Linked DNA regions of Sus scrofa: all the other regions are linked to region 3. Evidence: chromatin contacts called from public Hi-C and HiChIP or PLAC-seq data. All regions are on one chromosome and are shown on one strand. The core of a region is the stretch at or near the end of the contact, and the rest is flanking DNA. Distances in the headings are between cores, read along the strand shown. Region 1 overlaps CAST (calpastatin). Region 2 overlaps CAST (calpastatin). Region 3 has its middle 52 kb from the start of GLRX.

Region 1 (3,637 bases), core at 968-3,467, 850 kb before region 3:
GCTAGGAGGAAGGCAGTGAAGGGTGACAGAGAAAACAACACAGCCAGGAGTCCTGGGGAGGTGCCCCTGCCTGGTCTCTATCACCCTGGGAAACCACTTAAGACCTTCTTTGGCTTGGTTCCTTCAGCAGCAAAATGGGGCTATTAAGAATCCTTATCTAGCTCACTCATTTATAAGATCACCAAAGAAAAGTAAATAAAATACCCTTTGAAGAAAGTTAAACACAGTGCACAAGTTAGTTGCAATTGCTTTAAAGACATCAGTCTTACTCAATGATGCTGTTATTTAAGGGGGAAAAAAACAACCAATTCTCATGAATGTCCAAAACAATTCAGAAAAGCGTGAAGCAGCCCATCGCCAATCTTGGCTTGATCCACAGATAAGTGGTTTTACTTCTTTTAAAAGAACTCCCTTTGGTAACACCAAGATGTCAGTGGACTACTGAATCATGAACAACCAAACGCAGAAGAAATAAAAGCGCAGGTCCATAGCAGATCTCTGGCTTCTAGGATATAACGTTTATATTTTAAACTACTGCTGCGTAATGCAAAGTTCCATGGAGCTTAATAATTTGTACCTATATCGAGGCAAGGATTTAAATCACAAATCAAGGAACTCCTGGCACAAAAGAATGTGTGGAGGTAAGTACTTAGCTGATTTCAGCTCACTCTATCACTGCCATCTAAATCTCAGCCTAAGACTATGGTTCTCCACTGAATGCTTAGTTGATTGGTTAATTTTAAAATGTGTATTGAACACTTTTTTCATGGCCACACCCATGGCATATGGAAGCTCCTGGACTAGGGACTCAATCCAAGTCACAGCGGCAACCTACACCACAGCTGCGGCAATGCTGGATTTTTTAAGGCAATGTGCTGGGCTGGGGATTGAACTCATGCCTCTGCAATGACCTGAGCTGCTACAGTCAGATTCTTAACCCACTGTGCCACAGCAGGAACTCCTGAATCGTTTTAATAAGCCAAATACTCTTCTAGGCTTTGGAGTTATAATTTTATTGTTCTATAGAAATATAATTATCATTAAGGGATGAAGAGATTTAAAAAAAAAAAATTCTGGTTATATTCCTCTGCAGGATATAGAGGAAGTCCTATGATATACTGGCACTCCTCAATTCAGGGATTTGTGAGGTCTCCAGCTATAAACAGTCTTTATGAAAGGGTCACCTGTATAGGACTGTTCTCTTCACTTGGACTTGTGGTCAGTGAGAGCCACACATGCACAGTTAGATCTTTTCTATTCCTCTTTTATCTTTACATTCCTTAAATGCTGTGGTTTCTATTTAGTAGCAAGTGAAAACAAACATCCCCTGAATTGAAACAATACCAGACTAGGGGAGATGAATAAGGAGGTATCACTACAGAATAAATATCTTACATTATGATACATTATAACAATGACAACCAGGCATGGACCTCTTTTCTGAAGCATTATCTGGTGCAGAGCATGCTGGAGTAGCCATGGACTCCTACAGCCTCTCATGACTATATGAGCCATCACATCAGACCATCCAGGAAGAGTGAATTCAACAGATACTGAAAATTCAGCTTAAGGTCCCAAGGGATTGGAAGATCTTCTTTATACATTTTAGATAATTAAACTAGTGGAAATGAGTGGAAAAGTAGAAACTCGTGGAAGGAGCAGAAAAGTTCTTTTTTGCTCAAATTTTAGGAGTTGGCCAATTTTCTAGAGGAAATTTAATACACTGATATGCATCCCTAAATCCAAACTGCTTAATAAATAATGTAAGATTTTAGTCAATCTACGAGTCTTTTTGTTTTGCGATTTGTTTATACTTGCCCCTCCCAAATTACCATCTTATTAAACCACCCTAATTCTCTAGAAATAGCCTGAGGCAGAAGCGCCATTGGCTGGGTGGCTGCCACACAGCCCTTGGGTGTGGACCCCTGAGGTCCTGCCAGGAGCACCCTTTTCCTTGAGACATTGTGCGCCTCGCATTGTGTAGTAACTAAAGTTTCCCCTCCTCCCGATACATTACAATACATTACTTGGTCCTGGAGGACAAGGACCACTTCCCCTGCTCCCTTGTGTTCGCCTTCGTAAAGCGTGTCCTGCCACACTGTGCCAGGCGAGCCCTCAAAGAAAGTCGAAGAGAGAAACTGGCCCATGTCGGACCAGGACGGTCCCAGACTCAGGGAGTTGCTAGGAGTCACCGAGACTCAACTTCCCCAGTGACTCAGAACAGGAAGTGACAGCAGAGGCAGCAGCATTGTGACAGCGACAATGGCCAGCTCCTGCCCTGAGCTGACAGACTGGCGCTCCTGAGGGTCCCTCCACCACAAAGCCTCCCAAGAGTGCCCCCTGGGGCAGCTCTCTGCTCTCCCGCTCTGCCTGGCACCACCACTCACCACCTGGCCCAGGACTCAATTGAGCAATTCTTTAAATGTTAATTTAATCTGAAAACTTCTTTTCACCAAATACAAGCTTGCTTTGGCTCAGAAGGCTGTAAGGTCTTGGCATGTCATAAGATAAACACTCCCCACTACCATACTCTATAAACATATAGCAACTCCAGTTATAAAGTAATTGTTGCTTGACTTTAATTTGAGACCAGTTTTCAACAGTTTTCCCCATAGCTATAAAATAATCTCCCACCCTATCTGCAACCACATTCCTCTCTCCTTATAAAGAAAGAAAAGAAAGAAAAGCACCTGGAACCCTTCTGAAAATACAAATTTCCAAATTTCATCAGAGCAGACAAACCTGCTTCCCATGAGGCCACTGCCTCTATGTTATCTTGTTTAGTCTGGTGTCTTAATAATTGGCAAGGGAGATTAGTGTTGCTTTTAAATATTAATAAAATTCTAGATGTTTATACGATAAACACTCAAATATCCTTCTGGTTTGCTAACTCCCCAGAAATAAATAGCTAAATTAACTAGCAGAAAGTAAGGCAGAACCAAGAACAATTCTCTTTAAATCTCTGATAAAATTAAAATGGTGCAAGAATTCCACACATGTATGATGCCTTTGGTTTTGTCACCTTGCAACCTGCAGTCTAACAGGCTTTGTACATGAACTCCAAGGTCAGTACCTCATCAATTTCCTTAATGGAGCTGAGGTCAAGCTCGGGTTCTGACTTCCGGCTGCCCAGGGAAGCTGACAAAGCCTCCAGTGCTTGATCACTCATCGTGTCCTGCAAAAATAAATTTTGTAAATTCAAAGAGAAAACATATCCTCAGCCCAAACAATCCGCTCACCTCTTTGTGAAATTCAAATTTTAAATCTCTAAGAATGAACTGTGGACTGGGGAAAGACTTTACAAAGGCAATTTTATTTGAAACCTTGCAAAAGAGAGAAAGAAAAAAGAACTTACCAGTGAATGAAAATTGTGGCTAGGACAGACCCGTTTCTATAGTAACAGTGCTCTCAGGGGCACACTTTGCCTCTTATTTAGCAAGCTAGAAGTGTAACTATAATAATAACTTTATTATAAAACACTCATATAAAAAGAAAAGCTACAAGAAGTAAACTTTCACTATCCTGTTTCTCTTTTTCTAAAAACGTGTCCCTAAAAAATGGCTTCAGACAGCCCTGTCCTTCAGCACAACAGGAAGCCCAGGAAGCAGAGAGCTCTGAAGTGTCTGAAGTGGGCCCC
Region 2 (3,847 bases), core at 268-2,767, 830 kb before region 3:
ACAATTACTATCCTCGTGAATTCCAACTCAGGCTCATTTAAACCTCCTTAACATTGGAGTTGTTAGGGTTGAGAGCCCAGGGATTCCACCTGGCACGAGGTACCTTCTTAAGTCAGTAAACAGCTGCTTCCTGCCAACATCACCTGGAGCCCTGTGCCTGATGCCTGGCCCTGAGCCACCTCGGAGGCTGAGTCGCTGGGCGGGTGGAGGAGCCCATCCTTGCTAGTCCCCCAGTTACCCCTCCCCCCGACACTATACTCAGGTCGCTGTGTATATGAACCCACTATAACCCAAGGCGCATGAACAAAATCACTTTCCCCACTGACCTCAATTAATGGAGAACATTATGATGCTTATGCATAAACGCCACAATTCATAGATAAACCTTAAAGCTTTAGTACACTGATATTTCAAACATAATCATGTGAACTTAACTATTCCTGAGCACCTATTGGCAGCAATTGGGCCCCTGCACCCCAAAACGCACATACATACACACATACCCCACTAGTCACTGTGGCAGGCATGGAATGGTCTCTCCCATGCTCTTCAGTGTAAAGAACTGGAAGATGTACCAGAGTAACCCCCATCAAGTTAATAAACAAATATGTGAATGTTCATTTTCCTCGAGACTTTTTTTCATTTGTGGAGATTAACATATCCTATGTATGTAATTCTGTCTTGCACACTTAGAATGGTTGTACAAATTTCCATTCAAACTCAAGAAGTTCCATTTTGCTACATCCCCCTGCTTCAATGATTTCACTCGGCCATCTAAAACCACCCAAGACCAAACACTCCACACGAAACTGCTTTTAAGCTGCAATCTTCAGGTTTACATTCATTTTCTAAACGTCCCAATTTATTAAATATTCATTAATCACATAGCCTTGGGTTTTCCGATCTGCCTTACTCCTTTATTAAGCAATAGCTGGAAGTGATCCTTAAATCCTAGAAAGGAGGCTTTCAAAGGCTGACCAAGAACAGTAAAATCTCCATGGAACACCTATAAATAAACACAGAGCAGGTTATAATGGGAACCTAGCTGAAGGCCTTGGCCCACCTGTTCTCGGCAGAGATTCCTCCAAGAAAGTTTTATCTCATCACTAAGGCACTTACCATTCTGAAACTAAAAGAGAAAAACCACTTGATGAGGGCTGAAAATGAGCAAAATTGAACTGCCTCATTAAGGGCAGGTTCAACTCTGGCTAACTGTAATGTGTTTAATTTTTATTCTATTTGTAAAGACAAGGAACTTTCACTATTTTTTATCTCTAGTGAGGGATTATATGCACTTTCAATGTAAATCTTCTATGTTGTTTGAATTCCTCATCATGGGTGTGAATAATTAATAATTTAAAAATTGTGAAGGTTAGTCTATACATGCATGAAGAACCTTAGAGAAAAATCTTGAATATGTGGGTTTTAAACAGAGGAGGAAAACAGTATTGCATAAAGATTAAGTGACCTGTCGAAGTTTACCACAGTTCATTGGCTCCACAAATAATTATCTAGAACACAGCATGTGTTAAGTCCTGTGTGAGCTGATGGAAACACAGTGGACAAACCTATAAACACATCCCTGCCCTTGTGAAAGTTACAGGCTGGTCAGGGATGACATTAATAGAACCACCACTTCAGAAGCTATTTGTGGCAAGTGCTATAGAAGAAAAGCAGAGGGTCCCAGGAGAACACAGACTAGGCAACGGAGCTAGTTCAGGGGAGAGTTGGGACAAGTGATACGGAGGAAGTGACAGTTAATGTGGAGATGGAAGGATACGGGACATCACCCAGGCAAAAGGCCAAGAGGATCCTTTGAGCTGTCAGTGCCAGGGCAGGGCCTAGGCCACCTGATATCTAAACCAGTGACTCTCTGCTGTAGGATCCACCACTCACGGTCCCAACATTAAGGGAGAGTCGTTTTTAAAGTGCCATTGGCGCTCAAATACCAAACCTTCTATGTGATTAGAACTGTATATCAGACTAACGTGCGTCCATAATCCTCTCCCTACTAAATGACCCATGCAAATCCCTTAACAGCCAGCCTCACTAATCGTTTATAAACTTGAATGAAGGCATAAATCAGAGTAACAAAGAACAGAGAAAAAGTCCTTTAATATAATCATTTTCCACCCACTCACCCACTATTGCTCTTTAAAAAGTAATGAAGGCGTTCCCCTCAAGGCTCAGCAGTTAATGAACCTGACTAGTATCTATGAGGATGCAGGTTTGATCCCTGGCCTCGCTCAGTGGGTTAAGGATCTGGCGTTGCCATGAGCAGTGGTGTGGATTGCAAACTCGGCTCACATCTGCTGTGACTGTGGTATAGGCTGACAGCTATAGCTCCGATTTGACACCTAGCCTGGGAACTTCCATATGCCGCAGGTGCCGCCCTAAAAAGCCAAGAGAAAAAAAGAAAATAATCCTGGGGCTGAGGGTACATAACGCCTAAATCACCATCATAGTCTTGAAGGAGTTCACAGCCCAGTGAGATAAACAAATAAAGCATGTTTAGTTTCAAGTAAGTGCTCTAACAGGGATGAAGAAAATCTTATGCAACAGAACAAATGTTTTGGTTTTATGTAAGTTGCAGGCCCACCTCAAATAATAAAACTGTGTTGGCAAGTCCCCTTAAGACAAACCAATATTGATAAAATAATCACAGCCTAGAAAAGAATTAATATTTAATCCTATTACCCAATAGGGCATCTTATGCTCTGGCATTATTCACAAAATCTCTTTAATTTGTTTACATGCTACAGTAAGAATTTTGGAAGCTGTAGGAAATGATCAGAGATATGAGGGTTTTAAGACCCTTGAAAAATGGAAACTGCTTTCCCTTTTCACATATATTTTGTAAATGTCTCCCAGACTACACCTTTCTAGCTCTCTCACGCATCCTGGCCACACTCATCTTCCCATGTGTCACTCCTGCACACAATTCTCTCTCAAGTAGAACCAACGATGATGATACTTGCTGCCCACCTTATCACACAGAAAACTCTTTTCTGGCTTTTAAAGATCCCTAGCCTCCAATCCCACCCCATCTCCCAATGTAGAACATTTGCTCTAGGCAGCTAGCCCATCCCACCCCACTCATCTTTCCCTTTATGTTTCCCCCGGACCCCATAAGTGCCACTGGCTGGGAGGCTTCTCTTCCCCAAATATCCAAATCCTATAGACCCTTCCTTTCAGGTGCATCTCACTAGCGCCCAGCCCTGGCACTGTAACATGTAACTCCAAAATCAGTCATCAGTGGGCATCCACCTTCACCAATCCCCGCTCGCTCACTCAGAGTGCCATATACAAGACAGGTAATGCCATTAATTAATCCACCACATGGGGTCCCTTTAAAAGAACTGTCTGTTGGATACACTAATCTGCTGACCTCTATTCTTAGGACAGGTCTCTATCCAAGGCTTTCCTTTGATTCTGCAGGGCACCTAGTGAGGCTGCAGGAGAAGAGAAGCAAGACTAGGACCAATCCCAGACATCATGCGATGCTGGATGTGAGAGGAGAGGGTTGTGAGCTCACCCACAGGTCCAGGCTGGGAGAGCAAGGGCTCCCTCAGAAGATGCCGGGGTCCCAGAAGGCTTACTTGTCCTTCTGCCGCCATTAAACCTGGCTGATGAAAAAGTCATGCCCATGGCTCTGTCCTCCTCTACCACTACGTTATAGAGTCTTTTCACTTGCCTGGGCTCCCAGAAGACTATCAGCTTCTCTTTAGGCACTGCCAGCTGGTTCTGGGGAACCCCCATCTCTCTCCTCCAGTCACCCAGCCTCACCTTGATCTTCTCCGGCCCCCAGCTTGGTTCATAAAGTGCACCCACAGTGTGCCAGTAAATG
Region 3 (3,512 bases), core at 170-2,669:
TGTTCATGGAGACAATGATGACTGGACCAGGCGTGGGAGGGAGCAAGACGCATAGATGAGGCAATCGGCCTGGAGCTTTTTTAACACGTAGACAAGAATGTAGACAGTGGATTAGGGCAGAATTTTGATTCTTTCATTTCCTTCATATGTTTCACTGAGTGAAGAAGGGTAGAAGTTGACAAAAATCTCAAACAACCAATCTGTCCCAAGTTGGTGTTGCCCTTTAAAAAAAAAAAAAGTGCTTATGAAATACTTGAATCTCCTCAGTACAAATACAACGGGTGAACTAAAAATTCAAGTAATGGCCCAAGGGGCGGGGAAGTGTAATGTTGACTCTGATTTACAGAAAGTGAATCTGACTCATGGCAAAGTCCTGCAATTTCACATGAACTCACGCTGCCTGTAAACGTCCCGGAATCAATGGTGAGCAAATGTCAACTCTGGCCCGGCAGGCAGAAGCACTTTGTTTTCCGTTCTGCGGAAACGCCAAATCCCATCTCTCTGACAAAGGTCCGCGTCAGGCCGCTGTGTCATCAATTGCGTTCGCCAAGGCAGCGGCTCTACGTGAGCGGGGACCACTTCCCGACTTCTTGGTATCTTTTGAGCCTGCCGGGGAGCTAAGACTGGCGGGCCAGGCCTACGCGGGACGCAGCGCCACCTGCTGGAAGCCGAGTGATGGAGCAGCAGACTGGAGTTGACCGCGGAGACCAAAAAGTCCTGTTGGCGCTTTTGGCTTTGAGGCAACAGCCGGGCCCTGCCGAGAAGGAGAACCAAAACATTATAGCAGAAATAGGCACCCTTTATCCAAACCTGTCCTCGAGGCTACACACCATCCTTTCCTCACCATAGAATGTGGGTGGTGTGTGTGCATGTGTGTGTGTGTGTGTGCATGTGTGTGTGTGTGTGCATGTGTGTGTGTGTGTGTATGCATGTGTGTGTGTGCACGCGCGCGTGGAGGCACAGCCAGGTTGCATATTCAGGTGTGTCTGCACTGACCTCCCAGAGGTAGGTAAAGCGGAATCATCTTCGTCCCCCTTGCTGGATCTGTAAGCACATCCACAGTTGACAGAGACTTTTACATAAAATATCCCAGTTAATCTCCCACTACTCTGTACAAATAGATAAAACAATCTCTATGGAACGAGCTGCCAGCTCCCTGGCTCTCCTAGTAGAATTACTCATAACCTAACCACGTTTGAGGATGACAGCTAACTAATGAGCTTTCCCCTCTTGTCAAAAGACTTGGCCCACATGGAAACAAAGGCTGTCACAATCCCCCAGCCAGGCAGGACTGGCTGTCATCGTGGAGATCAAGGGCTGACTCCTAAATGAAGTAAACTCCAGCCAGCTGTGGGAGGGAGCAGCCTGCAATCAAACCTCAGCGGCTTCCAGGCGGCTGGTAGTGGGCATGTCAGGAAACTCAGACAAGTCAGCCTGTGGGGGTTTTTGCCAGAACCTCATTGGCTCTTCAGAGATGTGCTCACGTATGTCACAATCATGAGGTGACCTTCCCTGCCTAAGAGGTTACTGACCTCGATCCATGGACATTTGTGGAAGCAGGAGACCTGAAAGACAAAGCAAAGGTGTTGGAGGAAGGGCGATACTGCTTTGGCAACGTGGACATGTTTGCTGATGGTGCTAGGAGCACCAGTGACCCAACACATTGATCCTTTGGGATTTTCCTGGCGACCAAATAAACACTATAGTATCTTGAGAGCTTCCTTATGCCAGGCAGTAGGTGCCTTACCTTTGTGGGTTTTGTTGTTGATGCTTTGTTTGTTTTCATATAATCTTTACAACTGCTCTATAAGATATGCACTATGATCAACCTTGTTTTACAGATTTGGAAACCGAGGCCCAGAGAGGTTAAGAGGTCTGCCTAAGGTTACACAGCTCAGAGGAGTCCAAGGCAGGACCGAAGCCCAGTTCTCTTTGGCTGGAAAACTATGATCTTAACGTTTGCTCTACTGCTTTTCAGCTGTTAGTGCCCTACTCGGCCCTAAACTAGAGTATATTTTTCTGGTCATTTATGGCCCCAAGTGACTCATCAGCCACATGATCACACCACTCATTTTCACTGCCCCCATCTCGGGCAAAAAAGCAGGGCCTGAGGAAAGAGCTTTCATCCACTTTGTTTTGAGCCAGGGCAACAGACTGGGATCGGTTGGAACAAACAGTTCTGGGTCAGAGGTCAGGGGACAGACTGGCCTCTGACAGCAAAAACAAACAAGGCCTCCCAGGGCCATGAGAGGACCTACAGGCGGAGCTCGCCTGGGCATCTCTGAAGGGGAGGCACCGGGTCCGAAGGGCGGCTGGGGCCCTTCTCAGGGGGATGAGGAAAGCAGCATTGTGGACTGGGCCACATACCAGTTGTGGAACACAGGGCAGGCGCAAGGAACCACACATGGCAGCACCATCTCTGAGGACTTGGGAGAGGCTAGCTTTGCCCTGTGCAGGAGCAAAAATGCCCTCCGCACCGAGCTGCAGGCAGACATGCTGTCCTGCTCCAGGCTCTGCAGAGGCTGAGTTGGCTGGTTATCGCTTCCACAACAACAACAAAAACCAAGTACTATTATCTCATAAATGCTGTCGTGCACTTATACGAAAACTGGCAAAGAGATGTTGCCAGTCTTTTGCCCTTGAGTGAAAACCTTCTGGACAGCGTGACAGTTTTTTCTGGGAGGCAATGTGACCCGGCTGGGTAATCCGAGTGACATGTTCCTTACAGCCATCCCATACGGCTGGAGTTCACATCCACTAACGCCAATGCTTATTTCCCCATGAAGCCAACCAGTCCTAAAGGCAACAGAAAACAGTGCCAGATGTCCACCTAGAGGCTGGGAGGGAGCAGATGGGTGGGCGTGAGAGGGCTGTGATGCTGAAGCACAGCCTACCTGGGAGGAGCCAGGAAGCTGGGACCCAGCCACTCTCCCTGCTCCCTGGCCTCCAGGGAAGGCCCATCCCCCTGCCACTGGGGCAGCCACGCGGAAACTGGTGCTTGCGAGGTGGCACCATCCCCAAGCCTTCAGACAAAAGGCTTTTGTCTGGGAGGTGCTGGGGGACGCCACACAGCACCGATTCTTCCTAAATTGATTTTTTTTTTTTTCCTGAATGTTATCTTGTTCATGGAAAGCTATTTCCACGAATTGACTGTTAAATATCCCATATGATAAGGGAAATACCATCAGCGCTATGACTGGAGGGGAATGGTGAAGTCTAGGCTGGTGTATGCCGGGGTGTTTTTGAGTTCATCAACACGTAGAGGCAAGATAATAAGGTAAAAGAAGGCTTGTTAGGCTCTGATGCAAAAAAAAAAAAAAAAAAAAACAGAGAAAAACAGCTGTGTGCTGAAGTATATTCCAGTTGGACAACATAACAGAGAAACGGGGACCTAGTGGGTATGACACTGTTGTGATGGATGCATGATCTTATGCATTGGTCAAAACCCGTGGAACTGCTCAACCCAAAGAGTGAACTTAGTGTAAATGATGAACCTTAATAACAGTGCTTCT

What was found. Hi-C and Micro-C count contacts between places; a contact is called where the count stands out from the background. HiChIP or PLAC-seq counts read pairs in DNA pulled down with a chosen protein or histone mark.
Region 1: a contact with region 3 is called in an H3K27ac HiChIP or PLAC-seq map of alveolar macrophages. The contact joins two enhancer-like sites. A contact is called at or near these places in 1 of 47 Hi-C or Micro-C datasets (retroperitoneal adipose tissue) and 1 of 2 datasets of contacts at active chromatin or transcription factors (alveolar macrophages).
Region 2: a Hi-C map of liver shows a contact between it and region 3, with 4 times the contacts expected there. The contact joins two enhancer-like sites. A contact is called at or near these places in 3 of 47 Hi-C or Micro-C datasets (liver and retroperitoneal adipose tissue) and 2 of 2 datasets of contacts at active chromatin or transcription factors (alveolar macrophages and skeletal muscle).

Annotation. Positions count from the first base shown.
Region 1 is chr2:103,338,436-103,342,072 of Sscrofa11.1, reverse strand. CAST (calpastatin) reads right to left here. Exons shown (of 31, transcript NM_214067.1): 16 at 3,074-3,175. Among named protein-coding and RNA genes, the nearest start is that of ERAP1, 75 kb to the left of the region's middle. Within about 2 kb of position 2,217, at least 10 of the 83 cell types and tissues checked have an H3K27ac peak or open chromatin away from gene starts, as enhancers often do. A contact at or near this core is called in alveolar macrophages and retroperitoneal adipose tissue, where this site is marked.
Region 2 is chr2:103,316,896-103,320,742 of Sscrofa11.1, reverse strand. The region is part of intron 3 of CAST (calpastatin); the gene reads right to left. Among named protein-coding and RNA genes, the nearest start is that of CAST, 62 kb to the right of the region's middle. Within about 2 kb of position 1,517, at least 5 of the 83 cell types and tissues checked have an H3K27ac peak or open chromatin away from gene starts, as enhancers often do. A contact at or near this core is called in liver, where this site is marked.
Region 3 is chr2:102,487,943-102,491,454 of Sscrofa11.1, reverse strand. No RefSeq gene overlaps it. Among named protein-coding and RNA genes, the nearest start is that of GLRX, 52 kb to the right of the region's middle. Within about 2 kb of position 1,419, at least 37 of the 83 cell types and tissues checked have an H3K27ac peak or open chromatin away from gene starts, as enhancers often do. A contact at or near this core is called in alveolar macrophages, liver and retroperitoneal adipose tissue, where this site is marked.